2 separate regions of the Mus musculus genome follow, and region 1 is linked to region 2. Evidence: chromatin contacts called from public Hi-C data. All regions are on one chromosome and are shown on one strand. The core of a region is the stretch at or near the end of the contact, and the rest is flanking DNA. Distances in the headings are between cores, read along the strand shown.

The links. A called contact is a pair of places that touch in the nucleus more often than the background predicts.
Region 1: a contact with region 2 is called in a Hi-C map of the N1E-115 cell line, with 6 times the contacts expected there. The contact joins two enhancer-like sites. A contact is called at or near these places in 3 of 484 Hi-C or Micro-C datasets (the N1E-115 cell line, female germline stem cell-derived STRA8 germ cells and palatal mesenchyme).

What each region holds. Positions count from the first base shown.
Region 1 is chr8:10,679,411-10,682,110 of GRCm38.p6, forward strand. No RefSeq gene overlaps it. Among named protein-coding and RNA genes, the nearest start is that of Gm32330, 7.4 kb to the left of the region's middle. Within about 2 kb of position 1,436, at least 4 of the 459 cell types and tissues checked have an H3K27ac peak or open chromatin away from gene starts, as enhancers often do. A contact at or near this core is called in the N1E-115 cell line, where this site is marked.
Region 2 is chr8:10,438,368-10,441,067 of GRCm38.p6, forward strand. Myo16 (myosin XVI) reads left to right here. Exons shown (of 35, transcript NM_001319151.1): 18 at 432-549; 19 at 1,266-1,337. Among named protein-coding and RNA genes, the nearest start is that of Gm51561, 9.5 kb to the left of the region's middle. Within about 2 kb of position 1,309, at least 10 of the 459 cell types and tissues checked have an H3K27ac peak or open chromatin away from gene starts, as enhancers often do. A contact at or near this core is called in the N1E-115 cell line, where this site is marked.

The DNA.
Region 1 (2,700 bases), core at 186-2,685, 240 kb after region 2:
AAAACTTCCTGTTGGGAGGTGATGGAATGGCTTGATTGAAACAGAACAATTATTCTTTATTTTTATTTTTATTTATGTGAGTGGGTTTCTTTTCTGCATGTATGTCTGTGCATCACGTGCATGCCTTCTACCCGTGAAGGACAGAAGAGGGCAATCAATTTCCTGGAACTGGAATTTATAGACTACGATGAGTGTTATCTACACATCCGTTTATACGGGTGCTAGGAATCGAAAGGAGTCATCTGGAAGATCATCCAGTGATCTTAACTGTGGAGCCATCTTTCCAGCCCTCAACCAGAGAATTCTTAGTAGAGCAATCTAAAGGCCTGGTTGTCACCACGGGTCTTGTTCTCTCTGTCTCTCTCTGTCTGTTTTTATTTCTGTGTCTCTCTGCTAAAACTTAAATCAGTTATAGGCTTCAAGGTATTTCCTTGATGGAACCTTCTACATGAGTCTTTGGGCCCAATACAAGAAGGAATAAGAGTCACCTTGTGGGTGCAAGATGTGCCTGTGACATGGGTGTAGATCCAGTTGGTTTCAATGTGCATACAAGTTTGAGAGTCACTTCCAGGTGACCCAGACCCACTATGGAGAGCTTCGTTGGAAGGAACTCTTTGGAGTAGCTACTTTCTTGGTGTTGTAAAAGAAAGAGCAGAAGCAGTTGGAATTCACAGGCTTATTCATGATTACTGACAAAGTCTTCAATAGTACTATGGGTACCAAGGGTGCTTTGGGCAGGGAAATCTACAATTCAGAAAAGTGAGCTCCAACTTGCTCTACGCAGGAATCCTTCACTTTGGTGAGGGACATATGACTCTTGGTGAAATTGCTGTTGCCTCTTAGGAACGTTAATTGGTTGGTTTGAGCTAACTCCTGCCAGAGAATTGGAAGTATTTTGGTAAAGGTAGTGATTTGCCAAAAAACTTAACTGCCAGGACCTATCAGCGGAGTCTTCTCATTTCCTGAAACTGTTGTGCATCTTTGCTTGTCAGAGGGAAGGGAGACTCTTCAGATGACAAGATGACAAACACATGGCTCCTCAGGAAGTGGCCTCTATGGCATCCTCCAGGGACCCGATGCACACTGGAAATCAGGCCTTGGATCCACCGGCAGCTGGGCGTGGAGCTGCAGCAGTAGACTCCCTGGAGCTACTGTTCTCCTGCAATCGATGCAGAGTCTCCCCAAGGAGACTCTCAACATCTGTTCCTGCCCTGCCTCCCAAATCAGGAGCAGCTTGCTTGTGATCTGAGCCTCCTGTAGGGAGATGACTACCCTGATGGCACTGTGATCGGAAGTGACCATATGTGCCACCATCTTGTAACCATCTGTGGCCAAAAGCAATAGCATTCTGACCAGACCCAGGGATCAGACCTCTTGCTGGCTGCTCAGATTCAGCTAGAAGAATCCTCCCCTGACCTGTATGATGTCTATGACTGTTTGTCTTCAAGACCGCACTGCATGTGGAGATAAGACCCTCAGTTGTGCCTCCAGGGGATTTCCTGCAGCCAGGCTGTCCCAAGAAATCGGATTCTCCTGAGCCCAGCTCTGGTGTCTACATGGGGTCATTTCCTGCCCTCCTGTTTTCTCATGTTTCTGGACAATGCTTAGACTCTTGTCCTTGAGATGAGAGATGGGCTTCAGAGTGCAGGAAAGGGAGACACTGGGTGTAAGACTCTCCTCATAAACTTGTACTTCAGTATTGCGAAAACTATATTTATAAACATGATCTAGAGTCTTGCATATTCACAGGGACAACTCTAGTGAGCAGATTATCTCCTGCACTGGCCAACATCCCACTGTGCTCTTGTCTTCTGATCAGCCTTTCCAGAACTAGACACATATTCATATCCCATCTGTATGTTATTTTGAATGGGAACCATCCACATCAGTATACCATGAACTGCCTGTCATTGGGTCATAACAATTTTTATGTATTTTTTTCATCTGAGATTAAACCAAGGTTAGATGTACCAATGGGATGAATGCCTGTGATAAAAATACTTTACTAATAAATCTTTACAAATAGCTCAGATACATATTTTCCTTTTGTCTAGTTTGATGGAAAATCACCATCCACAGCATCTTCATTAAAATCGTGTTATGCTGTTAGCAAAACAAACAGAAAAACATTTGACATATTTATGTGGTGATTACATTAAAAAAGATTACTTCCCGTCAGTCTTCCTGACTGATTGTACCAAGCCATCTGTGCTTGTAAAAAAATAATAATGAACAATGACTGTCAGAGGCCATATGCACATGGTTGTTTAGTAGTGATTAAGCAATAATCTCTAAGCAATCACTTTTTAGCTGTGGTAGTTGCTTAAAGGTAATTATTTCATAACAAATGATAATCAATTATTTATAATAGTAATAATAGTTTTAAATTTTTCTCTTAACCTCTGTAAATTGCTGATGGCTGCAGGCTATCGCCGAAGGTTTGCTGGGAATTAGTAATTCTGTTCCGTTAATGACAAATTTTCCACAAATCAAAGTTTTGGCTATGGCCTATTATATTTTTAGTATGTATTTACAATATTTCAAAACCATGATGGCTCAGAGTACCTCACCCACCTTATTATTTAAAACAAATATCTTTAATAAAGATTCTCATGAAGTGTGGCGCTTGATTGATGTTACAGAGCACAATGTCAGCGCTAGAGCAGCAGAGTTGGAGTCTGTGATCTGAAACAGAACTTG
Region 2 (2,700 bases), core at 59-2,558:
ATGGAATGCTATACCTAAGAATTGCTTGAGATCAGTACCTCCAGGTGCTTACTTTATAAATGGGAAAGTGGCAATTCCCAGCTTCAGGTCCCACTCTTCCCTCAGTTCCAGGCTTCCAGACCAGGCCCTCCTCTCCTGTTCCCTGCACCCATGTGCAAGAACAGCTTGGGACAGTGGGGTGTTTCCTGCAAGTGATTGGACTACAATCACTATTTATATATATATATAATAATGATTATCCAGAACACACTGATTCATACCAGAACAGCAATTTAGGGCAACGCACATGGAGCTGAGATTTGATTTTGAGCAGTTTCTTGAATCTCCCACTGTGGGTCTGAAGAGTGGCAAGCCCAACCCCACCAGAATGCTCCCGGTTGCTTGGAGCTCCCACCTCTGAATTATTCTATCTGTTCTCTGTAAACACTTAGGAGGTGGAAAACCTATTCGTTATCCTATCGGCGATACTACACATCGGAGACATTCAGTTCACTGCACTAACAGAAGCTGACTCGGCCTTTGTCTCTGACCTCCAGCTTCTGGAACAAGGTCAGTGGAGCACCACCACCTTGATGGCAAAGTCGTTGGGGGTGCAGTTTCACAGTTTTGCCAGCAGATGGCGACACAGCACAGAATCCGGCTGGCTGCAACAATCACTAGCTGGTCTGAAGTCTTGGGGGGAGGGGAGAACCTCTTTCTTTTCTCGAAAGGGGGTGGTTGACAAACGTGCTTTCGTGGTCCCATTCTGCACAGGGGTATCATCATATACTTTAGATCATTTGATATTATTAGAATATTCTTTGCCCCAACCTGCTGTCCACACAGTATTTGGAGAGGAGTCGTTAGCTAAACATTATAAACTCACAATTACTTTCCTTTAAACACCATGTTCAAAAGCCCCTCTTGTTTGATATTGTTTTCATGGTCACATCTAGTTTTAAAAAAATATCCTCAAACCACGGGCTTCCAATAAATGGCCTATTTTCACCTGTTTCAAAGTTATTTTAATAAGGAATTTGGAAAAAAATAATCCAGCCCTATCTACAAGGGTGGTGAAGGGGAAAATATGTCCTTACTAAATCCAGACAGACACAAGATCCCACCAGTGTCTGGAGTACTAAGGCATTTCTCTAGATGAGTTTAAGCCAGAGAGTAGAAGTTGCTCTCCTTCTAACATGAAGTATGCACACAATGGACACAAATCGCAGTGTTCTTAGTGTTGAAATGCATGGTGCTTTCTTATTTACAGCTGTGTTTGATTTCAGTGGCAGGTATGTTGCAAGTGTCGACCGACGAGCTGGCATCCGCCCTAACAACTGATATTCAGTATTTTAAAGGTAAGTCCTTGTGCAACCTGACTTTTACCTTTGTACAGTCCCTGGGCTTCTTTGAAATGGGGAAATTAAACACAGCCTTGCCTGTCTCCACACGGGGGAAACTGTTTGCATGGACTGAGTGCCAGGAGAAAGCACTGAAAGGCTGCTGTATGGGAACCCTGCCATGCTCCCGGGAGATCATTCTGAGTAACTAGCCCCCTTCCTAATCAACCTGTCAGTTCAGAAAAACAAAGCCATCAATCTAAGAGGATGTATTCTCATAAAACATGGATCTTCATGGGGGAGGGGTGCGGCCTTCTCTCTGCCTTTCCCCGCTCAGAATGGGGGCTGTCATTTATTTGGTGTTTATGAGGGAATGGCATGGAGCCAAATGGTCCGAAGTTTGTCATTTCTGATCTCAAGAATGGTCAGGAGGCGGGCATAACTATTACTCTCCTCAGGGAGGAAAGTAGTCAGATTAAAAGGGGTTAATCACCAGAGATGCCAAGCCACTGGTAAAGAAGCTGTCTACCTTCACAGGGCGGCTTCAGCCCTCTGTGTATGCCTACTCCCTGTGGCACCCACTGGTGCAAGGCCGTGCTCCGTGCACAGGAGACTAGCACTCCTGCATGTGCTTCAGCTATCCACTGAAATGTCAGGATGGATGCCCTTCTTCAACCTTCCTCTTCATAGCTGTGAGGGCTGGCCTCCCCGGGCACTCTATGTCGAACTTACCAGCTGCTTCGTGGGTCTGGCTTGCAGGGATTTTGATGCTTGGCTAATGACCCCTACTGCTTAGAATCCCCCCTTCCATGCTAATCAACATACTGAGTTTTCCCATGATCCATCCAGCTGTTCCCCAGGTTCTGCTGGCTCCCCTTACCCCTCACCCTTCTCTACCAAGTAGGTTGGGTCCCTCTGACCTCTCAAAGAGCTTCCCTCCTCACAGCCCTCCATTTCCTGTCCAGCATCACAGCAGCAGCTTCTGTTGGTGTTTTCTTTCCTCTGGAAGTCGCTCACCTCCACGGGAATGAAATGGAAGTGTGCTTCTCACCTGCGCGCAACAGTCTTTCCAAGACACCACTTTTCTTAGAGAATGCTCCTCCCTATAGGACAGACTTCCAGGCCCCCTTAGCCATTCTTAGCCATGTCTCCATCTACGTCTCTGCTCCCACCTATGTCAAGTGCCTGGAGTTCTCAAGATGCTGCTGGTCTTTCTGAAGACATGTTCTTAGTCGGGGTTCTGTTGCTGTAACAAAACACCATGACCCAAAAGCAAGCCAGGGAGGAAAGGGTTAATTGTGCCTACACTTCTGAGAAGGAGGTCAGGACAGGAACTCAAGAGGGTCAGGAGACTTGAGACAGGAGCTGATACAGAGGCCAT